Linked DNA regions of Mus musculus: region 2 is linked to region 1. Evidence: chromatin contacts called from public Hi-C data. All regions are on one chromosome and are shown on one strand. The core of a region is the stretch at or near the end of the contact, and the rest is flanking DNA. Distances in the headings are between cores, read along the strand shown.

Evidence for each region. Hi-C and Micro-C count contacts between places; a contact is called where the count stands out from the background.
Region 2: a Hi-C map of uterus shows a contact between it and region 1. The contact joins two enhancer-like sites. A contact is called at or near these places in 2 of 484 Hi-C or Micro-C datasets (myocytes and uterus) and 1 of 115 datasets of contacts at active chromatin or transcription factors (pancreatic cancer cells).

The regions. Positions count from the first base shown.
Region 1 is chr1:39,759,244-39,764,275 of GRCm38.p6, forward strand. No RefSeq gene overlaps it. Among named protein-coding and RNA genes, the nearest start is that of Rfx8, 41 kb to the left of the region's middle. Within about 2 kb of position 2,323, at least 259 of the 459 cell types and tissues checked have an H3K27ac peak or open chromatin away from gene starts, as enhancers often do. A contact at or near this core is called in pancreatic cancer cells and uterus, where this site is marked.
Region 2 is chr1:40,114,134-40,119,239 of GRCm38.p6, forward strand. Il1r2 (interleukin 1 receptor, type II) reads left to right here. Exons shown (of 9, transcript NM_010555.5): 5 at 891-1,065; 6 at 3,822-3,884. Among named protein-coding and RNA genes, the nearest start is that of Gm16894, 31 kb to the left of the region's middle. Within about 2 kb of position 3,653, at least 26 of the 459 cell types and tissues checked have an H3K27ac peak or open chromatin away from gene starts, as enhancers often do. A contact at or near this core is called in pancreatic cancer cells and uterus, where this site is marked.

The DNA.
Region 1 (5,032 bases), core at 1,073-3,572:
GACTTGGTACTTTTGAGTGTTCAGGATAAAGTGGGTCACCACAGCCAGAGTGACCCCCAGCTAGGATGGTTTTGTGGTGTGTGCTGACTGTTAGTCACAAGTGGCAGGGAAGGGGAAGACAGAAAAAAAAATTGCAAGAAGGAATGTTTGCTGTGCCTGAGCAGCTTGACCTCAGAGACAGCTCAGTCCCCTCCCAGAATGGGTTGGCTCTCAGCAAAGTTGCTATAACCCAGACTTTGCTGTGTGGGGTTCAGCTGTAAGTTACCTCTGAGCACACATGTTGAAAGGCGAAGGCTCTGAAGCCACTCACACAGGATGGAGTTTCTTTGGGGACGGTGCTCATTTGTACCTTCCTTCTACAACTATCTGCATTCCTGGGTGCTGAGTCTACCAACAGTGAGCACCCGTGTCTCCTGGGCAGTGTGAGTGGCACATGGCCAGATAGCTGGCAGTCCTGTACAATGGGGGTTGTTAAATGCACGCTGTCAGGAAGAAGGGCACATCACTGGTCCAGGAACTCTAAACAGAATGAAGCTGCTAGTCACTGAACCAGGCCTTAAGGGCCTGCTTCTGCATTTAAACATCCCCCCCGCCCCCCCCCCCCCCACTACAGATAAGCACACGCCTTCCTTTCAAGGCTGGCAAGCACAGAGAAATACCGAGTTGCCTGAAGATCTGAACACAACATGAAAAGTTCTCAGAGTTCAGGGGCTTGGAACAGAGTGTTCGTGGAGCAAGTCTTATGATTCACAGCCCCTGGGTTCACCCTGTGGTCAAGTCAAAAAAAAAAAAAAAATACTACTAGGGAGCCAGGTATCTGGAGTGAATTAAGTCTCCCTTCCTTTCCCTGTCTCCCTTCTTCTTACTCGCTCTCTCTCCTCTCCTCTCTGTCCTTCTAATTATGAGGAATACAACTAGAACTGGTCTTAACCATCAAACATCCACGTCTGGATTTTCCACACAGACAGTTTCGACAACTATGGAACAAACATCTCTGGAAAGGACTTCAGGACTGGAGATGCAGGAATCTCCTCTTGCCCTGCTTCCCCAGGGCATGGTGTTCCCAGGTACCAAGAATCTAAGGCATCTAGGGATGTATGAAGCATCAGAAGGATGCAGGCTGGTTCTATGCAAACATGATGCTATGCTCTCTAAGGGACCCTGTAAAGGAACAGGGGTCCTGGCTGTGAGGGCCTCCCTGCAGACTCAGAGAGAAGACTGTTACGACAGAGGCGTCCTTAGGGATAACGGTGAGGGCTCCATCTGAAGTTCATGCTGCTCATTCCTCAAAGCTCCCACCGAAAAAATGCTCTCATCTTCTAAGTCTGCCTCAGAGTCCACCTCCAGGAACTAAATCACACACTGGCAGCTGCTCAGGAGTGGACCACACATGTGCACAGAAAACACACACTTCTTGTTTATTCCATATTTGTTTCATTGTTAGTTCCACTTTATATATCTGCTATATATGGCACTACATTAGATTGAATATTATATAATTACATGTCACATACACATTACATACCGGCAGTTTCATACAGTATACATTCCTTTTCTTTTTTCTTTTTTTTCTTTTCTTTTCTTTTTTTTTTTTTTTTTTTTGGTTTTTCAAGACAGGGTTTCTCTGTATAGCCCTGGTTGTCCTGGAACTCACTCTGTAGACCCGGCTGGCCTCGAACTCAGAAATCTGCCTGCTTCTGCCTCCCCAGTGCTGGGATTAAAGGTGTGCGCCACCACTGCCCGGCCAGTGTATATTTCTTAAAGTGTTTTTTTTTTTTTTTTTTTAACTGCCTAAGCGTGTTTTGTTTTGTTTAAATATAAGGAATAGTGGGTGTGGAAAGCCAAATCCTACTGATCTCGTGAAAACATCCCTGATTTTATATTTCTCATGCCCTTGCGACCTCAGATTCCACCTACCTGAGCCACGCCCAGGTCTTCCTGGCAAAATCTCTTCCCTCCAGAATCTGACTCAGTCTTTCTGCCTGGCACACTGGGGCCGCAGCTAACAGACGTCGGATGAATAACATCCTGTAATGTGGGGCCCTCGCTGAGGAGAGGTGGGGGGCAGGGCGAGGTTCTGGGCCAGAATTCATGCTAAGTCAAAGTTAAGGCCCCAACTCCCAGCAGCTTAGTAACCGCACGACTGGCTTCATTCGTGCCGGTTCCCACACACCCACGCCAGGAAGAGGGAAGGGATAGCCTGTCCCCAGGAGTAGGGGCAACTGCAGCTCTTCCTCCAGTGAGAACTCCAGTCTCTGAGCTGGGCTCCATCCTTCTGCACTGGGAAATGGTTTTCTTGACTCCCCCTGGGCACTTTTCCCAGGAGGATCCACTAGATGGCCTGCGTTGAACACCACCTTTCCGGGAGCGTGCCTGAAGGGGGAAGGACTGCTTCTTAGCCTTCCTGCTTAGCTATTTTCTTCTTCTTCACAATTTGTCCAGGTAAATCTCCTGCAGTGTAACCATACTAACCCCTCAACAAACTTCACGTTAGACAATAGGAACGAGCTGAGGGGTGAGTGTTGAGACTCTTTAGTGGAAGAGCTCTCTGACTGGAAACACAGCAAATCAAGCGATTTCTGAGTCACAGCACGGACAGTACTGCAGAGAAAGAAGTAGTAAATTAAGGCCTGCTACACAAGCTAGTTTGAATAAAGAGAAACGACAAGACCTTGTACTGGTGGGGCCGGAGTAATTCAAGCTCCACGGCACTTTGGGGGTAGGCACGGGGCATCGCCACACATGTAGTTGTGGCTTTTGCCCTTAGTTGTAAAAGCCAAAGACAGTTTGAACTCTTTGACCGGGAAACTTCGAAGATTCCTAAAGCTAGAGAAAAGCAGTCAGTATGAAAAAAAAAAAAAGTTCGTCTCTGCTACTTGCAGTAAAGGAAACTTGGAAAGAAGCCCAGGGACTGACTGTAGGGAGCTGACTCAGCCAATGCGCAGCTGAGAAGATGGACCGCGTGGAGCGCCCCCGCCCCTGGATACAGGAAGTCCTGCTGAGTGGCTATTTTCTCTGGTTAAATGTAGATTTGCGAGTTTGGGGATGAAAGTAAGAGCAGACTGCTTGTGTCCGAGTAAACTCTTACACAGACAATGATTGTTACACCACACATGAAGAAAACCCAAACCAGCTTGTGCTGGATCCCCAAACCCAGCTCAGGAAGCTAAGGCAGAAAGGATCATGAGTTCTAAGCCAACCTGGGCTACTTGGAGAACATACACAAATTAAACTCAACAGCCACCGTCAGTTGGAGGAGCTGATTCTAGAGTCGATTTTCGGGAGCTGAGTGAGGGGCATTATAGTCGGTCTGGCTTTCTGTAACAAAATGCCACAGACTGGCAGAGTTCAGAAAAGCTTGGAGTTCCAGAGGCCATCAAGTATCATAGGAGTCGTCTAACAAGAGGATGGGTCAGAGCCCTCTTTTCTTCTCTTCCTGACTTCTCTGTGTCATCACCTCTGCTGGGCAAAGACTCTGTCAGGCAGAAACTGCTTGTTCTTGGGCTCCTCCTGAATGGTTGAGAAGGACATTCCTAAATTGATAAATTCTCTAGCCTCATGTACTCTGCCACAGCCTCACAAGACAGATGAAGAATCTATGCCATGAGAGATGAAGGTTTGACCTGCAGTGATGAAGAGAGGGATGCAAACATTCACTCCTTAAAAGAGACATTTCCATTGGCATGCTAGGTGGTCCCCCAAAAATACCCCGGTCAGAGAGAAACCCTAACCCACTTTCCCTGTGTCTCATCAGGAGTGGTTAAGGCTCTGATGGGGAAGGCTGAGCTCCCATAGACTAGCCTACACATGCTGGGGTAAATTACCGTCTGCTCATGCTAGCACTAACTGTCAGTCATGTGCTTTACATTTAGACACAGCATTTGAACCTAAAATCAGGCTGTTACAAGATTCTACACTGATCTGTCCTGTCTAACTCCTAGGGTACCATTACTCTGAACTAGTTGCTGTCTTGCTTTGTTTTTTTGTTGTTGTTGGAGTTTTATAAATATACGTAACTAGTTCTTTGAGAATTTCATTCCATATAATTGATCATATTTACCTTGTTTTCTTTATAACTCTTCCCAGATCCACCCCTCCCAATTTCATGTTTTTGGGGTTTTTTGTTTTTTGGTTTTTTGTTTGTTTGTTTGTTTGTTTTGAGACAGGGTCTCTCAATGTAGCCCTGGCTGTCCTGGGCCTACTCTCTAGACCAGGCTGGCCTGGAACTCAAAGATTCACCTGCCTCTGTCTCCTGAGTGCTGGGATTAAAGGTGTGCAACCATGCCCGGCCATGTTTTAGTAACCCATCAAATCCAATCCATACTTCTATTTACTTGTGGGCTTGGGGCCACATACTGCAGCATGGGTGGCCTACTAGGGGCCACACCCTTAATGAAAACACTGACTTTCCCTTCTCCAGAAGCCACCAACTGCCTCCATTAGGGGACTTATCCCCCACATGTCCAAGATGGATTGTCAGCTAGCTTGATGTCATGCAGTTCTTAGGCGAACAGTCATAGATGTTCTGTGTTCATTATGCCCAGAGGACACAGTTTGGCTCCCTGACCCCTGTCTCTGACAACCTTTCTGCCACGTCTTTTTGTGTGTGTGTGTGTGTGGGGGGGGGGGGCGGGGCTGCGCAATAGATGTCCCATCTGTGGCTGAGCACTCCACTGACATTTTTCTTCTGCACTTTGACCAGTTGTGATTTTCTCTGTTAACCATCAAGTCTGAGCGCCGCATTACTCGGTGGGTACAGAGACATAGATTTAGAGGGCTGTTTGATTTCCTATCACTCAGCAGAATAATAGACCCACCCCTGGGGCCTATGAGCGCCCCAGCATGGGTTCTTGGCGTGTTTAAAGCGCTGAACAAGTGTTTCTTCCCGAGGAGCAGGTCTTACACACACCCAGAAAGTGGCTGGTTTCTTCTGAAACATTCTCGCCACGGTCACAGTTTTCTCAACTGGGTAAAATTGTTTGATAGCCATCCCTCAACCCCCTGAAGCCTACACAGCAGGCTCCTCCTGTAC
Region 2 (5,106 bases), core at 2,403-4,902, 360 kb after region 1:
TCAGCTTCTCAAGTGCTGAGATTACAGGTACAAAATACCATGCGCAGGGTTCTCGTGTACTGAGGCTATGGAACACTCAAGATGTTTTTACCTGGCCTACTCCTTCCATTTTCCCTGGAGGCCTTGCTCCCGAGGGCTCTGTTTTGTCAAGAACCTCTAGGACTCTATGTCTTTATGAGAAGATGGACCCCATCTCTCCTATTTTTCTATTTACAAAATTTCCTTTCCTGTAGTAAGTCCTAAATTGAAATAATTTTTAGATAAATTCCTCCAACATGGTCTCTTCCAGCCCTAGGTTTTCATGTCTTCCTGGCTGTTTAGTAGTGATTTTCTTTTCTTTTTTCTTTTTTTTAAAACAATTTTTCATTAGATATTTTCTTCATTTACAATTCAAATGCTATCCCAAACGTCCCTTATACCCTCCCTGACCCTTCTCCAACCCACCTACTCCCGATTCCTGGCCCTTATATTCCCCTAGTAGTGATTGTTCTTGATACTGCTCATAGTCAGAAGAAGGCAGTTAGATCTTAAGTATATTTGTACTTAAATGGTTTAAAATAACTTAATCTTTAAAAAAATGTATTCTTTTTTTTTTCTAAATGGAGCAGGGGGGCACACCCATGTCACCCTAGAAGCCAGGAGGCTTAGGCAGGAGAATCAAGAGTTTAAGTCTAGTGTGGGCTACATGACAAGATTCCACCCTAAGGGGGAAAAATTGGTCATTTCTCTAACAATACAGCTAAAAATGCGCCACAAAGACAAAATGGCCAAAGTAAGTATATGCCAGGGAATCTCTTGGGTTGTAGATTCCACATCGATTGACAACAACACTCAATGTTCAAGAGCGATGTTATTCTATAATGTAACTCTCAGATGCATCTCCCCTCTAGGGCGCCATACTCTTGGATAAAGGCAATAAGGAATTTCTGAGTGCAGGAGACCCCACACGCCTATTGATATCCAACACGTCCATGGACGATGCAGGCTATTACAGATGTGTTATGACATTTACCTACAATGGCCAGGAATACAACATCACTAGGAATATTGAACTCCGGGTCAAAGGTAAATACATACCACCGAGGTACCTGTCTTGCTTGGTTCTAGAAGCAGCTTGATAATAAATTCAGGATCACCTAAAAATCCTCGAATGTCTTTGGCATGAAGGAAAAAGAAAAACATGTTTATCAACTATTCTAGATGTTACTAAACCACGAACAAGATACTTTAAGACGTATAAGGCAGGGAGTTCTAAGAGAAGGAGAGTTAATTCTTGGTCAGGAAAGGGATGAAAGCAGGTATTTGAAGGTTGCAATGCTAAAACTCACCACTAGAGGGGGTACAAACTAAGGCGTCCTGGGAAATGGAAGGTTCATGAGCTCTGAGCTGGTACGGACACTCTTGTCAAGCCTTAAAATATACTTCGGAGGGACTGAGAGTTTACTGCAGTGGTTCTAAACCTGTGGCTCACGACCTGTTTGGGAGGTCACCTATCCTTCATGTCAGGTATTTCCTATATAATTCGTAACAGTAGTAATTTACAGTTATAAAGTAGCAACTAAATAACTTTATGGCTGACATAAAATGTCCACATGAGGACCTGTATTAAAGGGTCACAGCTTTAGGAAGGGTGAGAACCACCATTTTACTAGGTTTTTGACCAGAGCGCTGAGCAGAGTGCCAATTGTGGCTCTTTGTACAGGCTGACTACTACCTGCCTGAGAGTTTGACAACAGAAACCTTCAAAATCTTGATTTTTTTCCAAGAATTGGCATATTTTCACCAGCATAATGAAATCTTGGATATAGGCACAAGTTTAAACATGAAATTAGTGTATGCTTCATATATATTTTTTACACATAACCCAAAGATAGTTTGATGTGATATTTTGTTTACATCTTTTTTTGAGACGGGGTCTTGGGCTATACTTGGTCCAGTGGCTATAAGCTGGCTTCTAACTAGAGAACGTACTGTAGCTCTTCCATGCAGAGGTAACTCATGACTGCCACCAGGTCGACTATCACAGTATTTTAATTAATTCTGTGCATTCAAACAAAGTCTTACAGTATGGAATTTCCCACGCACAGCATTATATTGTTGCTTAACAAGTTTCAGGTCTTAGAGTAACTCAGATTTTGCAAACCCAGAGAAACGATGCTCGGCCTATGCCAGGACAGATTATACGTGAAAAGAACGTGATAGGCAGAGCTGGCCAGTATTGAACAGTCGTTTAATGTAGTCGTTTACCCCCAACTCTTACATGCTGGAGAGGAAGCGAGGTGAAGGGAAAATAGAATCAAATATGTGAGCCCCAGAGACTCATTCGTGTCACTATCCTGCCTGAACCGAAGCCTCTGGCCTATATTTGTTTTCCTGTCCTGTGAGAAGAGAACAGGCTCACATCTTCTTGCTCAGTTCAGGGTGGTGTCTGAGAACGGGCTTCACCACTCGTCTGTGTGATACTGCACAGAAACACTAGGGGGCGGCAGACCTGCGTATTGTACCGAGTTGTGAAACTAGGGCCACACAGTGGTTCTTAAATGGGGCTGCCCTGTCTGGCCTCAGTGGGAGAGGAAGCACCTAGCTTTGCAGAGACTTGAAGTGCCAGGGTGGGGTGGGGGTGGGGGATACCAAGGGGCGGGGCAGCACCTGCTCAGAGGAAAAGGGGCTGGGGGGAGGGGGAGGGGTTGTGGGAGGGGGTGACCGGGATCAGGGCAGTAAGTTCGATGTAAAGTGAGTAAGTAAAATAAAATAAAATAAAATCAATCAGTCAATAAATCAAATCAAATTTGATGAGTTGCACACGAGATAATTTAAAAAAAGTGGGTCCTGAACCAGACACAGTAGAGTTACCTGAGGATTCATCACACACACAATCCTAGTGCTCCTCACACAGGGAAGGAAGATCTGAGTGCTCCTCACATGCGCAGTCTGACTGTAGCGCCCCCCCCCCCGCCCCCCGCCCCCCCCACCCCCCGCCCTCAGACTCCAGTAGTACCTGCACAGGAGACTCTAAGGTCCTATGCAGATCTGATAAATAGGCGCTTGGGAGCTGAGGTGCTGTAATCTATATTTCCCAAGCACTTTACCTTCAAGGCCGTGGTGTAGGCACACCCTGGTCTCATCTGGTGCTTACATGGTAACTTAAGTGCTTGCTTTTTTAGTAGTAGAAACAAGAACAAGAAAAATGGGTCCAGTTGAGGGATGGCTCCCAACCCTCTTCTCACTCCCCAGCTGGCTCCTTTGCTCCACTTCAGGTGCCCAGTTTCTTCAAGCTGGTTCGAATCCTTTGGAGGTCCACTCCAACCTCCCTAAGGAGTTAATATGACATCAGTGACCAAGGTGTGTCACTGAATTTAGTTCCCAGTATGGGATTGGTCTTCCACACAGATGGCTCTCTAACCCACTTTCCGACCCCCCCCTTGCTCCCCCCCCCCCCCCCCCCCCCGCCTGCTCTTGAAGACATGGCTCTTTAATCTTGAGGGAGGGCAAAACATGCTGTGGAGACCATAAGTGTGCATTCAGGAAGCCCGGGAGAGGAATAGCTAATTGTTCAACGCAGAGCAGATAACGAAGACCATCTGCCAGAAGAATGTGTAACCATGGCCTCGTCCGGGAATGCCTCTGCCGGGAAAAGCATTGGCTTAAGATGCTCAGTTTCATGGAGAGGCCCATTTCCTTTGCCAGACAGAGGCGGAATCTCACAATGTCTGCTCCCATGGGGGCAGGGCCACTTAATTAGCTAAATAAGCAAATCTGAATCTGTACTGGAAACCAAGGCGACCTCCTCATGCAATCTCTTTTCCGTTCTATCTTCTCAGGAACAACCACGGAACCCATCCCTGTGATCATTTCTCCCCTGGAGACAATACCAGCATCATTGGGTAAGGATCTACAAGAATTGTGTGGCCCACGAACCCATGGTGGTGCCTGAAACCATCAGAGGGTTTGGGACCTGTGCCAGCTGACCACATTATGCTTTTGGGTGCACAGTGCCTGAGTGAGGCCCACGAACCACACTATGTAGGGGCCTGACATGACCACCGAAGGGACCTTTGTCTTCAAGTATTGTTTGGCAGTATTGCCATTCTTTGAGAGCAATGATACTTTATTTCCTGAAAGTTAGACCCACAAAAACCTAAATGTTACGGGGAAAATAATTTGGTAATAGTTATTAACTGTAGGAAGGGGGTCCACAGAGTTGGCTGGCACCTTTAGTACATTCAACTTAATTCTCGTTCTCAATATTTAGCAGCTACTCAGAATTCCTATAAGACTCTCTTTGTCAAACAGAGCCAGCAGCGACTGCAGATAGTTCCCCGTGATTAGAGTAGCTGGTATATTCACCAATGGTATGATGAAAAGGGGTTTCTGTTTTTACCCCTGCTGATGCAGGACGTCTGGCCAACAGACTTGTTGGATGGTCCGTAGTGGGTGTCCAGTGAAGGCACATTAGTGAACTGTAGCGATCCTTTCTGAAGCTCATGGGAGGGAAGGGCTGCCCATGTACTGAGCATCTACTCTGCCTGGTGGGTGTGCATTTCATGTCAACACTGACTCTCTCCGAAGGTCTTATTTCTACTGTTTACCACAAGAAAAGCCTCCAAGGAGTGATAGAGATATAGTGTACTTCAGAAACTCGGGGCTGGGGTCAAGTTTGGCTGTAGATTTTGGTCTGTGTGCCCGGGAAACTGATGTGGACATACCTTCTCATATGCTTGTTTCTAATGATGCAGGTTTTAGAGTTCTTATGCTCATTCATCAAGTTCTGGCTTCAGAGTCCGTTTTAGTTTTTTATTTTAAAAGATTTATTTTTTTTATTAGGTATTTTCCTCATTTACATTTCCCAATGCTATACCAAAAGTCCCCATACCCACCCCCCACTCCTCTACCCACCCACTCCCCCCTTTTGGCCCTGGCGTTCCCCTGTACTGGGACATATAAAGTTTGCAAGTCCAATGGGCCTCTCTTTCCAGTGATGGCTGACTAGGCCATCTTTTGATACATACGCAGCTAGAGTCAAGAGCTCCGGGGTACTGGTTAGTTCATATTGTTGTTCCACCTATAGGGTTGCAGTTCCCTTTAGCTCCTTGGGTACTTTCTCTA